2 separate regions of the Sus scrofa genome follow, and region 2 is linked to region 1. A link is a contact called in public targeted proximity ligation data. All regions are on one chromosome and are shown on one strand. The core of a region is the stretch at or near the end of the contact, and the rest is flanking DNA. Distances in the headings are between cores, read along the strand shown. Region 1 has its middle 140 kb from the start of NUDT4. Region 2 has its middle 120 kb from the start of EEA1.

Region 1 (7,256 bases), core at 3,336-5,835:
GTAGTTTCTTATTCTGGTGCTATTTCCAGTGATAGGAGTCAGTCTTTCCTTGTTTCTGGAGGGCATTTATGACAGCTGAATTCTTTTGGGAGGTTCTGCTTTTAGTCAGATAGGAAGAATTCAGAAAAGAAAATTCTTCACAGTGGTATATTCAGAATTCCTTCACCATATTTGTATTACTCTAGTCAATTCCAGTTTCTGCAGCCTCTGCAAAGGAGAACTGACGCATAGCCCCAGCTAACAGGGCGGGGCTCCCCTTCTCTCCTGCTTCCTCTCTACCAGCCACCAGCTAATTGGAACAAGACCAGGTACCTGAACATGGACAATCACTGTTATGAGGGGCCTGAGGCACTATCTTTGCTCAGACAGGGAAAAGCTGAACCAATTGTGTTCTCATTTTTAGCCTTGAGACGAGAAATAAGTAGAATGTCAAACTGTTCACAGTGGATTCACAGCTTAAATATGCATGAAGGAGAGACAAGAAAGAGATTAGTTACCTTGGAAGGTCATAAGTAGGTCAGGGAAGCAGGATATAGGAGTAAGTTAAGCTATGAAGTTGGTACAAATACATAGAATAAAGAGTAATGTTTTAAAGTAAAGACTTTGGAGTCTGATGAGAATTTGAATTATCACTAAATGGTATGTGAGGGAGTTCCCATTGTGGCTCAGTAGGTTAAGAACCCAACATAGTGTCCATGAGGATGTAGGTTCCATCCCTGGCCTCCCTCAGTGGGTTAAGGATCCAGCATTGCTTGGATCTGGTGGTGTTGTAGCTATGGCGTATTCAACCCCTAGCCTCAGAACTTCCATATGCCACAGGTGTGGCTGTAAAAAGAAAAAAAAGAAAAAAAGAAAAACAATCAAAAAATAAATTTAAAAAATGGTATGTGACTTATACCAGTTGATGTTTTGAGCCATAGTTTCCTTATCAATAACACATGGACAATAACATATCTATTATTGAGTTGTAGGAAGAATTCATTGAGATATTATAGGCAGGGTTCTTAGCATTCAGTCTCTTGACACATAGAAGCACTAAATGAATGAAGTTACAATTATAACTATTTCTTCCCCAATATATCATACATTTACTATTCTTCCTGTATTTATTTTGAATCTCTGGCATTTAATATATCAGTTAATGAATATGTAATTAACATTTATATATTATGTTGCAGAAAGTTTTTATATTGAAGTCTGGACTTTTTATTCTCCAAGTTCTGAAATAACCAAATCAATTTTCTCCTCTACAACCTTATTCTATTTTAAGGACAAAAGGAGAGTCTACGAAGACTCCTCATTTAATCTGATATATATGCAACTTGAATTTTCTTTCCCGTAGTCTGTTTAAAGTTTTGGACTCACACAATAAAAAGGAGTATTAGCAGTGAAATGTCAGTTGACACCTGGGTAGACGGCATTCTCACAGGATTTGAGATTTCTTACCTTTTTCTCTCAGAAAGGAGGTGCCTAGAATAGTCTCTCTTGTGGGAATGGTCCAAAAAGTGGGGGATGGATTCAGTTTTCAGTCCTGTCAACTTTCTGCCGTTTCCCATCCCCTCCCTGCCAGATAATTTAGGACCGTGCGGTGTGTATAAATAGCTTTGGCTGAGAACATCCTCATATCTTTGCTCGTCTCATCATTGAGCAGGGCCCATAACTGATGTTGCAATTAAGAGTACTGATTTAGCTCTGAGAGACACATTGCAAATGGTCCGCTGAGGAGGATGGTATTTATATCAGTAATGACTGATGAAGACTTTGTCAACTGTACCTCTGGCAGATCATTTGATGGTGTGCCCCTGGCTTAATCTACTTCTCATTATAACTGATGATCCATGATGACGTATTTTCAGAACCGCTCATCTTACACACACTTCCATGAGGTGGAACTGACCTATGTAAGTAGAGACAATTAAGGAAATACTCAGTCCAAAATATAGGGAGCAGCAGAAGAGCTGTAGAGGTCAAGACATGTAGCGATTTACTGGGGTACATTTGGTATCATCTGTGCCAACAGAAATTCGCATTTCTGTACTTGAGGTTTAACTGTCTATTTTGACATAAGAGAAAGGAAATGAAAGTAGATTGACTATTTAGGTTTACCGTAGAAAGGTCAAGCACTTTGAATTTGTCTTTTTTCATTTCTTAGATGCTATGAGTGCTTCAAAACCACAACATATTCTCAGATCAAGTAAGTAATACAGAATCAGAAATTCTAGGATTATTCGATTAGAGTTAAAAGCCAGTGATTATATATTTATTTATCATCTATCTATCTGTCTATCCATCTATCTTTCCACCTATCTTTCCTTAGCGAGAGCTGTGTAATGGGAACACAGATAGGGAGTTGGGCTCATTCTCTTCCTAATTCTGTCCATAATGGCTAGGAGGTGGGATGTTATGGTCCATTACTAAAAAGCTTCACCTTTGCTCTCTTCTTTGATGTGGAGAATTGATATTTGCAATCCATTGTGAAGAACTTTGCAAACACAGCATCATGCCCTTCATGATTTTCCAGCAGTCCCAAGTAGATTACCACCTCTCAGACTTTGCTACCTAAAAATATTTCTATTGATCACACATGCTCTGGGAGTCTAGTAAAGTCACGGCTTAGTACATACCGAGTTCTCCTAAGGCACCAGGGATCTCCTCTTCTTCTCCTTTCTTGGTTCCCTTTTCTCAGGACCAATCTCATTCTCTCTGATTCTGACTCAGGTATTCAGCCAGACTGATGTGTCGCATTGGAGCTGGAGATGCAGGAAGTAAGGGAGATTCTTAACTCTTAAGAGAAAGGATAGAACAAAAATGGCAACTCCTGGTCTAGTCTCAAAGTGAAACAGCTACTAATCTAGCTCTTCCCTTACTGGTTTTAGCCCACTATTAGAAATTTTTTGTGTTATATTATGTCTTTCTTCTCTCTGACCATAGATCCTCCACCATATTGTTTTAACTTGTATGGAATAAGATGAAGAGAATGAAAAATTCTAGGTTACTATATAATCAAGGCCTTTCCTGTCTTCTATAAACATCTGTCTCCCTTGTGACGAATAAGTATGGGCTAAACACCATCTCTATTCTCTTCTCAGAAGTGTCTGATATCTTCCCTTTAGGAAGATTAAAAAAGTAAGCAGGAATATTAGGGCTTTTAGCCAGAATGTATAAGATCTTTCAAAACTCAGGGAGTTCCCGTCATGGCTCAGTGGTTAAGGAATCTGTCTAGGAATCTGTCTAGGAAGAATGAGGTTGTGGGTTTGATCCCTTGCCTCGCTCAGCGGGTTAAGGATCCGGTGTTGCCATGAGCTGTGTTGCAGGTTGCAGACTAGGCTTGGATCTGGCATTGCTGTGGCTCTGGCATAGGCTGGTGGCTACAACTCCCATTAGACCCTGAGCCTGGGAACCTCCATATGCAGCGGGTGCGGCCTTATAGAAAGGCAAAAAAAAAAAAAAAAAAAAAAAAAAAAAAGAACTAAGGGAAAAATCCGATTTACAAAATGAACAAATAACTTGAAAAGAAACTTAAAAATATATAAATTCTCAATAAGCATACAAGATGCTCAACATTGTTAGAGAAATGCAAATGAAAACCACTCTGAGAAGCTATACACATAAAAGAATGGCTAAACTGAAGTAAAGTAAAATAACATAACATAAAATAAAAATTGATAATATCAAGTGCTGATGAGGATGCAGGGTAAGTAGAACTCTTGCCCATGGTGTAGGAATGCAAAATGACAAAGCCATTTTAGAAAACAGTTTGGCAGTTTCTCATAAAATTAAAATATACTTACCATATGACTGAGTAATCCCACTTTTAAGTGTTTGCCTGAGGGAACTGAAAACTTATGTTCATGCAAAAACCTGTATGCAAATGTTTATGGCAGCTTTATTCATAAACACCCCAAACTAGAAACAACCCTAATGTCCTTCAACTGGTGAATGAATAAACAAACTATTGTCCATCCAAATAATGAGCAGTAAAAGGAACTAACTTGTGATACAATACATGTTGAATACGAATTGAATCTCAATATGCATTCTGCTAAATGAAACCATCCAGACTCAAAAATCTCAAAATCCTATCATCTGATTCCATTTATGTGACATTTGGGAAAAGGCAAAACTCTAGAGACCGAAGAGAATATTTGCCAGGGGCTAACGGGCCACAAAGAGCCACAAGGGAGCTTTTTGAGATAATTGAAATATATCTTCTTGTGGTTCTATCATTGTATGCATTTGTTGAGACTCATAGGATTATATATTAAAAGGGGCGACTTTACAACATGTAAATTACAGCTCAATAATTTTAAACAAGGAATGGCCAGCAATAAAATCGAATACAAAGATAAATGGGATGAACCATGGCAATTTGCTTCTTTGAGAAAACTAAGAAAATTAGACAAACCTCTGATGATATTAACCAGCATTGCCAAAAAGAGCCAAGAGAAGGGGTGGGACCTGTAGGGAGAGAAGAGGTGGTATCCAAGTCCGCCTCTCTCAGTTCCCTCTGAAATTCAGGACTGCAGAGGAGAGGGACAATGACTAAGCGCTAGGAAAGTAACACCTGTGAGGAAAGGTTAAAGGAACTGAGATTACGTTCCCTGGCAACGAGAGGCCAGAAGGATGATTTAACAGCAGTCTTTGAGTTTCCAAGCCTCCTTGACAGTTTGATTACGGTGCCATTTAGCAGAGCTGAACAGCTTTAATGATCTCTAGCACATTATAATGGGATTGTGCCCAAGGAATTAATGGCTTCAGTAAACAAGGAGGTCTTCTCTGAAAGAGAAAGTGCTTGCGTTGCCCTATAGAATGAGAATGTGCCTGAAGTGCCCTGAAGAGCCATATGGCTTGGAGCCTCTATGTCCTTAGCTATAAAACAGCCACAGTGTTACCTACTTAACAGTTTTGTAGAGAGAATTCAAATCAAATGGCTCTTGTTTTTTTGGCTGAGCTTGTGGCATGCAGAAGTTCCTTGGCTAAGGATCCAACCCAGGCCACAGCAGTGACAATGCCAGATACCTAATGCCCTGAGCCACCAGGGAGCTTCATATAGTAATTTTTTTTTGGCCACACATGTGGAATGCAAAAGTTCCAGGGCCGGGGATGGAACCAAAGCCACAGCAGAGATAACACCAGATCCTTAACCTGATGAGCCACCAGGGAACTCCTAGGTAGCTTATGAAATGTGCCTGGTCATCCTCCTCTTTCCTAAAGTCATTCTTCTTTTCCTTTCCTAATTGAAAGGTGCAAGCATTAACATTTTGGGTATAATAATAATAAACAATATTGTGCTTACCATATGCAACATAATCTGCTACACTTTTCATATTTATTAATTCATTTAATCATCCCAGCAATCCTATGGAAGGAGGTATTACTACTATCTCCATTTTACAGATATGGACACTGAGAAACAAGAGAGGAAGTTGCAGTTGTATTTCCATGGTGAAATAAAATGATGCTTTTTGTGGATTTGTCTCTCTCTTGTGCTCTCTTTTCCTCTTGGTACTATTCTTCCATTTATATTGCCTTTCGTAGTTGACAAAGTACTTTCAAAAGCCATATTTTAGTTGCAACAACAAGTAGTAGTGATTCATATGTGTTATTGAAGTTTAATGGTGATAGTTTCTTGAAAGTTCTAGGGGGAGTTAAATGCTGATGTTCTGAATTCCATATTTTAGGTTTTGTTTTCTATACCTCTTATAAAATCTACTCTTTTCTTTCTTGATTCTTACTGACCTTTCAAGGCCCAGGTAAAGGTCCCACCTCCCCATTCAGTGACATTTTGTAAGTACTTACCAGGAAGTTCCCTTGGGGAGCAGAGGGTTAAGGATCCAGGGTCACTGTATCAGCTTGGGTTGCTGCTGTGACACAGGTTTGATCCCTGGCCTGGGAACTTCACATGCTATGGCATGGCCAAAAAAAAAAAAGTGCTTCTCATATACTGGGCATCAGCTTTTCTCCCTTGACCACCGAGGGAACATACTATCACCTGTCTTCATAGAGAGAGAGACTGCAGAGATTGAATGGACCCTGCCTCTGGAGAATTCACTGTCTAGTTGGACAGTGGGCAGATGCATGACCTACTCATTAGAACAGTATAAGTGCAAAAGTGGGTAACTGCAGGTTTGAATGGGGGCAGTGAAGGAGTCCAGGATGAGCAGGGAAGAGAAGAGTAAAAAGTGAGACAGAAGAGAGAAGATGAAGAATAGCTGTATGCCAATAATGAGGGCATTGGGGATAGAGTTGGGGGCCAGAAGAAATAAGGAAGTTTTGGAATATTTACCCTATGTGGAATAGGAAAGGAGTCAACCCAGAATGAATTAAAACAATGATTCTGAAGCTGGTGCACAACAGAACAGTTAAAGAAAATACCAATGCTTACTTACTTCCCATCCCAAAGTTTTGATTCAGTTGATTTGTTTGATGGGGTTCAGCCACTGGTGTTTTTAGATAGCTCCCAAGCGATCTTGGTGTAAACTGGGACTATGAAATACAGAAAACAATTGCTGAGTAGTGCTAAGGAGCTCATACCTATCCTGCCTAAGTAAATTTCTCACTATTATTTACTCTAATATTCATTCATTTGTTCATTCAAAAAGTAGATTTGTTGAGGACCTACTATGTGTCAGCTGCTTCACTAGACAATGAAAAATCTTCTAATTGCATTGATTATTATTTTCCTTTCATTTTTGCACTCAATTGTAGATTAAATCCTTTTCAAAAATGTAATAGAAGCCAAGGTATTTGAATACTTACTGTGTATGCTTGAAACTTCACAATGTCTGCTTGTGATAGGCCATGTCCTTTTTATGTCTCACATTTGACAGATGAGAAAAATTAGGGACAGAGAAGTGAAGTAACTTGCCCAAGGTCACCTAGCTAATAGCTGGCAGAGCTGAGAGGCCCCAGAATGGTGTCCTTAGCTGCTCTGAGCACCTCCTTCCATGCTGAGCTCAAAGACAGTGCTTCATAAATATGTCTTGAATTCTCAGAAATACTAAAAATACGGTTAGCCAGATAGCTTTCAAATGATGGAGGATAGCTTGCCTCAAATTAATGCGTTTCATTGGCCAGTATGAGTCACATGGCCATGTCTTATTGTAGATGAGTCTGAGAAATGCAGTCTGGCTGTGTGTACAGGAGGGAAGGACAAAAGGATGAGTGAACAACGAGACAGTCTCTGCTACACTGTCCTCTGATGTAATGGAACTTTTAAATTTAGCATAGTCAAAGGTGTCATTTTTTTCTTTGCA
Region 2 (7,344 bases), core at 1,704-4,203, 140 kb after region 1:
AATCCTAACGTTAAGGAACTTACATTCCAGAGAAGAGAGACAGATGAGATAGAAAGAAAATAAGTAACAGATACAGCATAAGGGCTTTGGAAAACAAATAAGGCAGAAAAGGGGCTAGGACTGTGTATGGAGGGAGTTGAGCCACTTTTCGTAGGGCAGTTTGAAAGCCTCACCCAAGGAACATTTGAGAAAAGACTTGAGAGGATGAGATCTAGGGGACAAGCATTCCAGGCAGAAGGAACAGCCAGTGCAAAAAACTTGATGTGAGAATAGAGCCTGGAATGCTCAAGAGAAAGCAAAGAAATCTGCAGGGCTGATGCAGGGAAAGCAGAGATGTCACCTGATAGTATCAGGGAGAGAATCGCAGCGCTATAGGAAGCACAGTGCTTTTACTCCTAGTCGAATGAGAAACCATTGGCTGATTTTGAGCAGTATAGTGACACGACTTGGTTCACATGGTAAAAAGATCCCTCTGGCTGCTATAGTGAAAACAGATGACAAAGTGACGAGACCATGACAAAAATTCAGTTGCGACGGGAGGGTGGCCTGGACCAGGCTGGTGGTAGTATATGTGGACAGAAGTAGAGATATTCTGAGTTACATTTGTTTTGGATTTGGTTTTTTTGGCTGAGCAAACAGCATGCCGAAGTTCCTGGGCCAGGGGTCAAACCTGCACCACAGCAGTGACAATGCCGGATCCTTAACCTGCTGAGCCACCAGGGAACTTCTGAGTTACATTTTTTTTTTCATTTTTTATTTTTTTAAGGTTGCACCTGCAGTATGTGGAAGTTCCCAGACTAGGGGTCGAATTGGAGCTGCAGCTGCTGGCCTATGCCACAGCCACAGCAACACGGGATCTGAGCCACATCCATGACCTATGCCACAGCTTATGGCAACACTGGATCCTTAACCCACTGAGTGAGGCCAGGGACTGAACCTGCACCCTACGAATACTCCATTGGGTTCTTAACCTGCTGAGCCACCACAGGAATTCCCTGGGTTACATTTTGAAGGCAGGGCCAACAGGACTTCTTGACAGATTGGGTACAGCATGAAGAGTGATGGAGGATCAAATACCACTGCAAGGCTTTTGGCTTGAGTACCTGGAAAGTGTTCAAACGGGAGTCTGTGGAAGAACAGATGCTCAGTTTGGAAAGAGTTTGAGATGCCTGTAGAATCTGAGTGAGGATGCCGAGTAGGCAGCTGTTTATATGGGCCTGAGGCGCAAAGGTCCCAAATGCAAAGTCCCTCGCGCAGTGTCCGGATGGCCATTGCCATATCCCCAACATCCAGATTTGGTTCTTAACTACTGCCCAGAAGAGAAGCCTCCCAAGCCAGTGCTGATCGCCACACTACACAGCTTCTCTTACCTGTCCAAGTTTGGAGTTGCTTTGTAAAAAAGACATGTCTTGATCCAAGGAACAAGTGTGTCTCTTCAACCTCATCTTTATAAGGAGGATGACATAATTATGGATGCAGTTCCTTCTGCTGCCTTCCAAAGGAGTAGTCAACAAACTATTTCAACCCCGTCCTCAGTGTTCTCTGTACTTCTCCTGTGGCCCTTAGACACACACCTTGTGCCAGGGGAAGGGCTGCCTCCCTGGATCCCTCAAAACATCTACCCCTCATTTTTTGCTTCCTCCCTGCCCCCAGCCAATAGTTTTGGTTTCTTCTCTCTTGCCTTGAGATAATCTTGGCCATCTCCTTTCTCTAGTGCTCCCCACCTTTCCTAAGCCTGGGATCTCGTCATCCTCTGGGGTCCCTACTTCCATAGTCTCCTCTGGGTATCGAGTGCTGCTTTCCTTGGACAAGATGGTAAGGAATTGTCTATGAAATTCTTCTGGAATTAACTCCCAGAGGCAGAGCTGCTGGAGGAGTCTCAGTCCAGTGGCCTCTGGGCAGTTGAGTGGTACAGGTGGTCCTCCGAGGCTTTGTTTCTGTTCCCAGGGGCAGTACGTGCCCCCACCCTGCAGGTCCTTTTGGTTTGCAGGTGCTGGTCATCCACAAAGAAGTGGATACCGTTCAGCTTAGAGAAAGTGTTTCATCAGCGTTTACTTTGAGGTGGAAGGTGTTACCTCAAGGCCAGCTCCTCTGGAGTTTCGGGCTGTGAAGATGGTCCTTGTAGATGAGGGTGGGGGCAGGAGGAGCTTGGGGGGGGGGCAGCAAAGCCGTCTCACCTCTTCCTGACTTCTGATTGTGCACGTGGGAGAGAGGCTGCAGGGGGCCAACTGCCTTGGAGGCTTTTCCCCCACTTTCATGCTCGATACTATCTTAGGAAAGTCCTTGTTTCCAGGAGCAGCTCCAAACAAGAGGCACAGGATGTTTCCTGAATGGCTCATTGGGTTTTACTTGACAGGTGTGTCCTACGGCAGGAATAACTGGCAGGAACCACAGCTCACGCGCGGCTACATCTTGTCAGGAGGGCTTCTGGGCTCGGTCCCCTCCCTTCTGTTTCAGCTGATCCTTGGCTCTGCGCTTGTGAGCATCTGGGACACTGGGCATGGAAGTAATCCCACATTTTGTTCGATGACTAGCAGACACACAGGCGAGACAAGCCAGGAGCCCAGCCAACTCCCTTAAGGAGTGTGGGCAGAGGCCACACCAGGGGGAGGAGCAGGAGGACGGGCACTCAGGGCCGCCACCAGCGCACCCAGCCAAGCTGGCAGCCTCAGCCTCTGGCACCGGTTCCAAGCCTCTGACCCCCATCCTATTCCATCCTTCCTGAGGATTCATCAGGGAGAACACAGGAGGCTTTTTATAGGCATCCTGATTCAGCCTCGGTAGGGTTGCTGAGAACAAAAAAAATATATATATATATCTGGAGTGGACAGATCTTTAGAAACGTCCTTGCCAAAATATTTTCTTTAGGTCTTCATCAAAGGCCGTACTGATGCGAGGAGGATTTTCCTAATTCCTTCAGAGCTCGGAGGGGTGTTGTGCGCATGAGCTGTTTGTGTGTCAAGGAGACCTGAGCAGCAGAGGCGAGGGAGGTCTTGGCTTCAGCTCTGACGCTTTTAAGGAGATTTCTGGACTCATCAAGCCAGGTCCTGTGGGGATCTTCAAGCCGCACTCATGATTGCCATGGAAACAATAGAAATTTCTGATATAAAATAGAAGTCAGTCTCTGGTCATCACCCTTAAAAAGAAAAAAGGTCTGGTTTTCATCTCTGCTTCTTGGGCTGAGGCCAGATTTTCGGTTGTCTCCTTTGTGGACTTTGGAATGAGGAGCTAAATGGGAAAGAGACGTCCTCTTTGAGGCCAGAGAGGAGCAAGTGAACAAACCGGTATCAAAGTAGCAAGTTTTAACCAGCAGCTTTGCTGGATGTTGGAGACCCCACACTGAGCTTGATTTTAAGTGCGCCCCTGTTTTTCTTTCGGTTTTCCGGTGTAACTGTCTGGACTTCTAAATTACAGGGGGGAACAGCCCGGGAACAGAAAAGCTGCTCTCCTCTGTTCCCAGGCCTGCCGCAGAATAGAAAGAGACGCTGTGGTACTTTGAGATTCCCACTGTGGCCTCTCAGACGGGCTGGTTGGAATAATCCTGATGAGATTTGGAGAAAGGACACAGGCCCATGAGCATTTATACGCACGGAGTGGAATCTTTATCCCTTTCTGGTTCATTGGACTGTCGCTGTCACTACTGATAAATCAAGTGTGTCATCCTTTCCATTGTCTCAGTGCCTGGCATTCAGAGCATGAAGCGATGGAAGGACCCCTTCCGCTGGGCTCGGAATCATGGGTTCTGGCCCAGGTTCTGCCTCCGTGAGCTGTGTGACCTTGCATGAGTCTGTTACCTTCTCTGGGCCTTACTTTAGTCATCATTAAAGTGTGTATGGTTGGGGGAATACTAGATGATTCTGGGTTTTTTTATTTTTCTTTTTAAAATTGTGGTTAAAAACATAACATAAAATTTACCATCATTTTAAGTGTAACATTTCAGTCGTGTTAAGTATATTCATGTTGTTCTGAGACCGCTCTCCAGAACCGCATCCTGCAAACTCTACGCCTATTGAACAGCACCTGCCCCGTCCCATCCCCACTGCCCCCAGCCGCTGGGAACCGCCAGTTTACTTTCTGTTCTGTGAATCTGACTATTTTAGATACTTCGTTAAATGGAATCATACAGTATTGATTCGTCTTTTTGTGACTGTTTCATTTAACTAATGCCTTCAAGGAATTCCTGTCATGGCTCAGCGGTAACAAACCCAACTAATATCCATGAGGACGCTGGTTCGATCCCTGGCCTCACTCAGTGGGTTAAGGATCCAGCGTTGCTGGGAGCTGCAGTATAGGTTGAAGATGCGGCTCAGGTATGACACTGCTGTGGCCGTGGTGTAGGCCAGCTGCTGCAGCTCTGATTCCACCCCTTAACTGGGAACCTCCATATGCCGTGGGTGCAGCCCTAAAGAGACAAAAAAAAACAGATTTTTTTTTTTTTTGACTCTGGGTTTTTTTGCTGCATGTAAGTGACAGGAAGTAAAGGTGCATTGTTCAGGGTTTGATATAACCAGACGTCTGTCATGCAAGGGAATGGGTGGAGTTGGAGGAAACAAATGATTCCCAGGACGGACTAGGTGCCGGTCAATTTTCTAAGTATTTTCCATACATTAACACATTTACTACTCATAGCAAGAACAAATTTACGAGGTAAATACCAGGACCATCCTCATTTTACACTGATGAAACTGACACACAGACAGAGGAAGTAACTCACCTAAGGTCACACAGTGAATTGAGGCCCAAGGTCCTTCTGCCTCCTGTGGCTCCCATCCTTGAGTACAGACCTCTTTAGTCTTTACTCCATTATGTATTATCACCCCAGGATGCTTTTTGTGTCTTTCTCCTGCATCCCTCCTTTTTTTTTTTTTTTTTTTTTTTTTTTTTTTTTTTTTTTTTTTGCTATTTCTTGGCGCTCTCCGGCATATGGAGGTTCCAGGCTAGGGTCAATCGAGCTGTAGCCACGCCTACGCCAGAGCCACACGCGGATCGGCCGCGTCTGCCCTACCACAGCTCACGGCACGCCGATCGTTAACCCACTGGCAGGGCCGAACCCGCACCTCATGTTCCTAGTCGATTCGTTAACCACTGCGCCACGACGGAACTCCCTCCTCAACCATGCCTCTGGAACCTAGTCCACGATAAACAGAGTCCCTGTATTCTTAGCATTTCTGCTAAATGTTTCCCTATTTTCTGCCATCAGCTGAGGCCTGAGTCTCCCCTGACATCCTTGCTTTTCTTTCATCCTTTCAAGGGAAAGGACCTTACTCTTACCTACCTCCTGCCCCTCGGGTTGGGAGTTGAGAATGTCTCCATTGCTCTCCGAAGCTGTTGCCAGGCCATTCTTCCACCCTCTCACATAAAATTCCCTTGGGCTCTGAGGCTCACATCACATCCCTAGGTCATCCGTGTCTCATGCGTCAATCTGCTGATCAGTCTCTGTATGTACAGAAGATTTGGGCAGTAGGCTCTTGACCTCTCTCACTCTCCCAGCTTCTGCCAATTGTCAACCTCAGTGACTCCAGTGTCCTAAAGGGTGACCCTCCTGAACCCACTGGCTCCTCTGATCTTGAGCTTCAAACGGAGTGTTTTTTACTTGGCCTCTACTTCACCACGCAGGTCTTTCAATAGCCCTGCCCTGCCGTGTCATCACTCAGGATGACCCCAACTGGAAATCTCAGACCGCAGTGTCCTTCTAGCTCATTCACTCCTTCACCCTTATTAGTTAGTTCCTGCAGGTGTTCAGAGCCTAGAGCATCATGCTCAGCTAGGCTATCTCCCCCTCCTCTCTTAAGCCAAACTCTAGGGCAATCATCTGAACTGTTTTCTCATTAACAGCCTCAGCAGTATCAATCCCCAACTCTACCTTCCTTTCTCCTGCTTGGAGGATGGAGCAGCTCGCCTTCCTTCAAATTTAACACTTCAACCTATACCCCCCAGGTTTTCTCTAGTGTCCTGCTCTGTCAGTCATTCCCTTTCTGCCATGTCTCTACACCCTCTTTCTTTTATCTATGAACATGCTCAACTCTCCCCATTCCCCAGCCTTCTCTTGACCCTACATCCTTACCCCAGCATCTGCCCAATCTCACTCCTTCCCCTAAACGAAATTTCTGGAAAGAGAGTCTCTACTTATTCACCTCCTTTTCAGCTCTCGACCATCAGAATTTGATTCCTGTTGCTCCTATGGCATGTGGGTATATGTGAGGCTGGGTTGGAAATCTGAAGTACCGAGCAGCTGATTATTTCCACTGACATGTTGGATGGGGAGGCCCAGGTGATGCAAGACAAGGAGATGAGTGAACCTGTGGAGCATGGGAACATTTGCAATGTGTCTAAGCGGGGAAAAGAATAGAAAAGGACTATCAAGAGCCACTCTGTGCATCTTAATGGAAAGTTAACTTGCATAATGCCTGGAACATAGACGATAGACAGTGAAGGAGACCCCCCAGCCCCTGCCCGACCTTATCCCCTTTCTTTGGAGCTCAGTCTTCTTTGTACAGCATGAGGTTAGACCGAATGATCATCAAATGCCTTCCAACTCTAACTGTCTTCATACAACAGAATTTCTCCCAGCAATGTCTTGAGTTTGTAACTGCCTTGGAGTCAGGGCTTTCAAAAACTGCTAACAAAAAGGTCTCTGTTCTTTCCACAGAGCATTCTAAGCAAATATCAACAAGAGATGTTTTTAAGAGACATTGAAACTCATAGCATAATCACCTCTTATCTTATTGTGCTGCTTCTTTAGTGATCTAAACCAGTGCGTTTGTGGTGATGGTGGTGTTATGAGGATTAAAGTGGTGATGTGATTTCTATCCGAGTTAGTATATGTGCATTTCAAAGAGATTTTTAGGGTTTTGCACATCACTTAAGGAGTACCTATGATTCACTTAAATTTTGGACTAAAGAAAGGCTAATGGTTTTCAGACAGATGGGTCTTTTGTGGACAGAGCTGGACAAAAAGACCATGAAAAGAATGCAGAATTCAATCAGGCAATAAAGAGATTAGTTGAATCCAGCCTAGACTAGGGGTTGCTGAATTCCATCTACCCAAATTAAGCTTCTCTTTTAAAAAAGGGCCAGTATGTTTGCTATTTCTAGAGAATGTAGCATACTCAGATCCTGAAAGTCTGTCTTTATGATTTCAATGTACAATGGGTAATATTTTAATCTGGAGATTCCAAGTTGAAAGGTATACGTGATGTTGGTTAGGTTTGTAAATAGAACTGGAATATATGCAAACTCAGTTTATTCTATTTTTATTTTTTATTTTTTTTTTATTTTTTTTTTTTTTTGTCTTTTGTCTTTTTGTTGTTGTTGTTGTTGCTATTTCTTGGGCCACTCCCGCGG

The links.
Region 2: a contact with region 1 is called in a targeted proximity ligation map of skeletal muscle, with 3 times the contacts expected there. A contact is called at or near these places in 2 of 47 Hi-C or Micro-C datasets (both in skeletal muscle) and 1 of 2 datasets of targeted methods (skeletal muscle).

What each region holds. Positions count from the first base shown.
Region 1 is chr5:89,867,741-89,874,996 of Sscrofa11.1, forward strand. No RefSeq gene overlaps it. Among named protein-coding and RNA genes, the nearest start is that of NUDT4, 140 kb to the left of the region's middle.
Region 2 is chr5:90,012,543-90,019,886 of Sscrofa11.1, forward strand. No RefSeq gene overlaps it. Among named protein-coding and RNA genes, the nearest start is that of EEA1, 120 kb to the right of the region's middle.